Regions from separate parts of the Mus musculus genome. Here region 1 is linked to region 2. Evidence: chromatin contacts called from public Hi-C data. All regions are on one chromosome and are shown on one strand. Each heading gives the region's core, a stretch centred on a gene start, on an enhancer-like site or on the middle of the called end of the contact. The rest is flanking DNA. Distances are from core to core; before and after follow the strand shown.

Region 1 (2,700 bases), core at 98-2,597, 380 kb before region 2:
GTGTCTCTGTGTATGTGTGTGTCTGTGTGGTGTGTCTGTGTGTCTGTGTGTGTGTGTGTGTCTGTGTGTGTGTGTTGCAATAACCATTGTCTATGTAGAGTGTTAGAGGACAACTTGGCCAGAGCTAGTTTTCCTTATACCATGTGGGGTCTGAGAATGTAACTGCGGTATCTGGAGACTTGTTTTTTGCAATAGCTGAAGAGGGATTCTGGCATCTGGTGTGAGTGGAGGCCTGCAGCATCTCCATCTGCCCATTGCTGCCCCATCATTACTCCAGGATCTTAATTAAAAAAAAACAAAAACAAAAACAAAACTCAAAGGAACCATAAAGTGATAATAAAAATTTGAACATAAACCTTCAAAAGCATTTATCAAACACCTTTTTTTTAAGTGTTGAATGCGTCCTTTGTCTCCCTGGCTTTATTCAACTGCATGTTCTATTTTTTCACACGGTATCATGTCTAACATTGTCCAAATTGCTATAAACTCCATCCTGATTTTTCTAAACACTCTCATAATGCCCCTCCAACAAATGGATATATTTAGCTATGGACCTCTTCTTAAACATGTCATTTGATTCTGACTTTTGCTGCTCCATATTCAACTTGCACATACATGCACTTTAACGTAAATGTGCATTGGATGGCAGAGTTGGCTTCCGAGCCATCCCTGGAATGTCAGTCAGCTCATGTTCTGCATTGCATCAACCTCTGGTCACCTGCACCGTCGACCTGACTGTGGTTGGTGGTGGCTCCGTGGTCACTTATAAATGGTGAAGTACATTCATTTACCAAATCTGAAAACAACATAAATTGCATCATTATTTTGGAGAGTTATTTTCAAATAATTTTGGCGATATAGTTCTGGTGTTTAAAATTTTTTCCAATTTAATTTTTAAAGCTTGCTTATAATAAACCCACCTAGAAACATAAAGCACAGAGTGACTTCATTTAAAACCGGAGGGCACGTGTCTGCAGGTGTTTTGGGTGCAGAGATTCTCGAAGGAGGCAGGGCTTCTCCCCAGGAGGCAGGCCTTTTCTGCCGACTCTTGTTTCTGAGCACAGAATGGTTCGGAAGTGATGTTCTGACGATCTGAGAACCACCTAGAAAAATCAAGGCCAAGAAGACCATTGGGCCTATCCTCAGGGAAAAGAATGAAACCTGTTTTCAAGTTTTGTCTACTTAAACGAGAAGAGGTTCTCCCAGAAAAACACGGGGCGTGTAAGGGTTTCTGTTTCCGCATGACATGTTAATGGCATACAGTGGTGTGCACAAGCTGTGCCTGCCTCCCCTGCTTTCCCGGCCCAGCCCTGGGACCCTGGCCAGTGACCTCACCAGACAGAGGGGAGGAGAGGCCCGGGCTGCGGGTGTGAGATGGAGAGGCGCATAAAGTGCTGCCAAGTCCTCTGCAGATATGCCTGCGAGAACACAGTGGGCTCGTCACTTCTGGGGCTCGTGTGAGTGCGTCTGTAAGTTAGGCCAACAGGCTGCATTTTCTTTTCTTATCGAAGTTCTGAAGAATTTACCATTGCAGGGAGGACTTTCGTAGCCCTAGGAGTTTTCTTCTTGTTTACTTATAAAGATTAAATTTGTGAACACTTTAATTTGTTGTGAGCTTTGCAAACTATTCCATTTTTTTCCTCAAAAACCTCATGGAATTGTTGTGTATTAGCATGGCACTTTGTAGAGAGGAATGGAGTGATGGAGAAGAGCCGGGGTCACTGAATTAAAAACAGGCAGAAATAAGACTCCAGCTCCTAAGACCTGTCCATAACCACCGCTCTGCAATGCCTACTGGAGGAAAAGGAAGGCCGATTTTATTTATGTCATGACATACTTTTAGAAGAAAATATTCCCTCATGGCCTCTGTCAGAGAGAATGCCAATAGACTGAAGACGACTTTCTTCTCATCAGGTCCCTGAGCCTTTCTCGCCCTGGTTAGTGTGTACTTCACTATTTCTTCCCTACCCTGATGTTTGACGACTCCTCCTTCTGAAGGAGTCAGCCATTGGGACAGATTTGGTATAGATTCTGTCTCTACTTCTAGGCTTTCGTTTCTTGGCTAAATCACCGAACGTCTCCAAGCTTAGGTCTGCTTAGGTGTGAATTGGGAGCAGTGGCAACCCCAGTCTCATGCTAAAAGGATATTTTGATGAGAGAAGATATGTGGAGATCTGACCCCAAGGCCTGAAGTGGATGGAATACTTGGTTTAGTATCAGAAAGCAGAAACAGAAAGCATCGCCAGTGCTTTCGAATGTTGGGAAAATGTTGAACTTGAACAATACCAGCGACATGGACCTCTAAGGGCTGGCTCAGTGGTTAAGAGCTCGCTGGCCGACTTGTCAGAGGACTTGGGGTTTGTTCTCAGAATCACATGTTGATTCATAATCATCCTGTTACAAGGGATCTTATACCTTCTTCTGGCCTCTTTGAGCACCAGGCATGCATGTGGTACATAGACATGCACACAGGAACACACACACACATTTTTTAAAAAGAAGGACGTCAGAAATTATTCACATGAATAGAACTCAATACATATATTAGCCTCATAGCTTATAAAAAATAACAAACCCATGACTAAGATGTGAAGTAATGGCACATCCCTTTTAATCCCAGCACTTGGGAGATCTCTGACAGATCTCTGAGTTTGAGGCCAGCCTGGTCTACAGATCAAGTTCTAGGATAGCCAGCGCTAC
Region 2 (2,700 bases), core at 133-2,632:
TCAGCCTAGATAGCCTTAGTTTTTGAGGCAGGGTCTCTCACTGAACCTGGAGACACAGATTTAGCCAGGCACGTTGGCCAGTGAACTGCAGAGACCCACCTGTCTCTATTTGTCTATCCCCAGCTGGGGTTACAGACATGTCTGTCACTGTACCAAGATTTTATGTGCTTGCTGGGATCTGACCTCGGGTTCTTCTGCTTATGAAACAGGTATTTCATGAACTAAAACATTTCCTGAGCCCTGGATTGTCTTAATAGTCTTAGCAATTAACGGCAACAGAATCTAGTTTTGTTAATTGAAACATTATGAAACAAAATAGTTGTCTGGGGAACATACTCATGAGGCCCAAAGCTTTGGAGATTTTACTTAACCAATATGTGTTTTGCAAGTTGACTTTTGTTTTAAAGATGGCAAGAGTACCATGTCTTGGTAGTAGAATAAGTTGGGGTGAATTGAAATTGCCCCTTTGTTGCAGATGAAAAGATAGCTTCTTGTCCAGCGCGTTGGTGGTTCACACCTTCAATTCCAGTACTTGGGAGGCAGAGGTGGTCGGATCTCTATGAGGTCCAGGCCAGTCTAGTCTACAGAAGAAGTCCCAAGACAGCCAAATAGCCAAGGCTACACAGAGAAACCTTGTCTGGGGTGGTGGTGATAGATAGCTTACCGTTAACTCAGAGTTTACCTTGCTAAAGATAGTGTCTTCGTATTTATTTAAAGGCTTCTGTTACGGCAAAGCTCTTTGTGCTTTTTCTGAGGTCACGTGGTAAAAAGTAAAGCTGGTTAGTGCGCTCCCAGGCCAGTGCCATAGTTTCACACAAGAAAAAGGCTTTCTAACATTGCAGGCTAAGTTGGTACAGTCTTTATGACTTTTAATGGCCAGAGTTTATATTCACTTATTAACTTATATGCATTTGTTACTGTCCGTTGTCTTTGTTGCAAGAGTTATTGTTAGCTTAGTAGATAAGTAGATTTTTCAGGTTATGTTGAATTAGGCTCCCTTGGACCAAACTTGTGATGCATTTAGAAAAAGTTTGAAATGTGAAAAGGTTAGAGATTTGGACAGTGATTGAACGGGTCAGGAACATCTTTTCAGAGTGGCTGTAACTGGCCCTTAATTTGTTTCTGCTTGCTTTCTTTGTCTGCTACAGGCATTAGAGCGTTTAGGAGTTGGGCTTCTGTAATATACCTGTTAATTATAATTGCTTAAGTGAAGCCTTTGGTTTTGACATGTAGTCATTTTGTAAATGTGCTGACCTAAAGTCGTGTTGTCTCTGCTCCCAGGATTCATGCAGTAATCTAACAGGACGCTCTTAGAAAGGCTTGGCAGCATCCTTGTAAAACATTACTTTTATTTACTCGCAGAGGATTGGACTGCAGCAGATGTTAGCCGAAGGCCTGCCTGCTCAGCCCTTCACAGAAAAACAGGACAGTTGAAGTGGGACATGGGACGGTTCTGAACACTGTCGGTGCCGTCTTCAGCAGCTCATTGCCTTTGGCCCCGGGCAAGACCCTGGGTCAGATCCCCGCAGCATGCAATCAGGAAGGATCAGGCTTTCCTAGGGCACCTTGCACTAATGTGTTAGGCAAAGGTAATAACTTAAAACGGGTTCTGGATCTCCTCTCATCCTGTGACCTTTCCCTTGGAGCCCCCAGACTCAGCCTTTGCTGTTGTCATTTCATTCATACATGCTTTGTTGTGCCCGTCTAGTCCTCCCCCACAGTGTTTCTAGTAGGCACTGCTTGGCTGTTGCTGGGTGTCTTTAGTAGAGTATTTGTTTTTCATCTGAGTTTTTATGTTGGTGGGCGTAGACATATTTGGCCCAGGCCTTTGAGAGTCCGAATTTCCTTATTCTGTGAAATGTCATTGCTACATTTCTCCCAGAGGAGGCAAAAGCCTTTCATGTCTTGAATGCCAGAAATAGCACGTGGTGCACTTTGTAAAGGCACGGTAAGTAATCTCTTCTATGTTTTTTTCTTAATGCTTGTGAGGGCTGCTGTTATCCAGAGTTGATATCTGGCTTGTGACTCTAGAGCCTATGATCCTGTGGGAACTCTAGTGTCCTTTCTACCCCAGAAAAAGATGTAACCATTGCTGATTGGTTGGTTTGTTTGTTTTTGTTTTCTGTTTTTAAATGAGTCTTACAGGACTGTGTATGGAGAGAGGTTTTAAATCAAACACCAGTTCTGTTAGAAGATTTGTAAGAAGGCTGAAAGTAAATTCTTGTCGGTAGAGACTGTCCAGTGTCTCTTACTCAGTCTGAGCAGGGTCTGGCACATATGTGTTACTGACTGAATGAAATGTTAGCTCTCACTCGGCTTCTCTCATCTGGGGGTGATTGCACATCCCAGAGATCATTTGACTGTGCCTAGAGACGTTATTGGTTGTCACTGCTGCAGTAGGCTTGTGGCATCGAGTTGGTAGACACCAGTGATGCTGATAAACATTGTCCTGTACACATGTTAGCCCCTCTCTCACCTCCTTCCCATAAGGTGTTATTTAGCCCCCCAGTGATGGTACCTATTGAGAAACACGGTTCTAAGCAAAGGCAAGACAATTGCATCTGAGCCATGCTTTCCTCCTTCATAAAGAGGTGGTCACTGCACTTGGGTTTGTCAGGTTAGGCAGGCTCAGGTGTGTCCAGGTGCCCCAGGGCCAAAAGCTGCAAAGCGAATGCAGAGTTTCTTTAACTTAGCTGAAAG

Evidence for each region. A called contact is a pair of places that touch in the nucleus more often than the background predicts.
Region 1: a Hi-C map of uterus shows a contact between it and region 2, with 3 times the contacts expected there. The contact joins two enhancer-like sites. A contact is called at or near these places in 8 of 484 Hi-C or Micro-C datasets (the 3T3-L1 cell line, the C10 cell line, CD8 T cells and 5 more), 4 of 115 datasets of contacts at active chromatin or transcription factors (embryonic stem cells, forebrain and large pre-B cells) and 1 of 9 other capture datasets (embryonic stem cells).

Annotation. Positions count from the first base shown.
Region 1 is chr9:105,870,493-105,873,192 of GRCm38.p6, reverse strand. All of the region lies in intron 37 of Col6a5 (collagen, type VI, alpha 5), which reads left to right. Among named protein-coding and RNA genes, the nearest start is that of Col6a6, 44 kb to the right of the region's middle. Within about 2 kb of position 1,347, at least 8 of the 459 cell types and tissues checked have an H3K27ac peak or open chromatin away from gene starts, as enhancers often do. A contact at or near this core is called in uterus, where this site is marked.
Region 2 is chr9:105,487,718-105,490,417 of GRCm38.p6, reverse strand. All of the region lies in intron 1 of Atp2c1 (ATPase, Ca++-sequestering), which reads left to right. Among named protein-coding and RNA genes, the nearest start is that of Gm40564, 6.9 kb to the left of the region's middle. Within about 2 kb of position 1,382, at least 15 of the 459 cell types and tissues checked have an H3K27ac peak or open chromatin away from gene starts, as enhancers often do. A contact at or near this core is called in uterus, where this site is marked.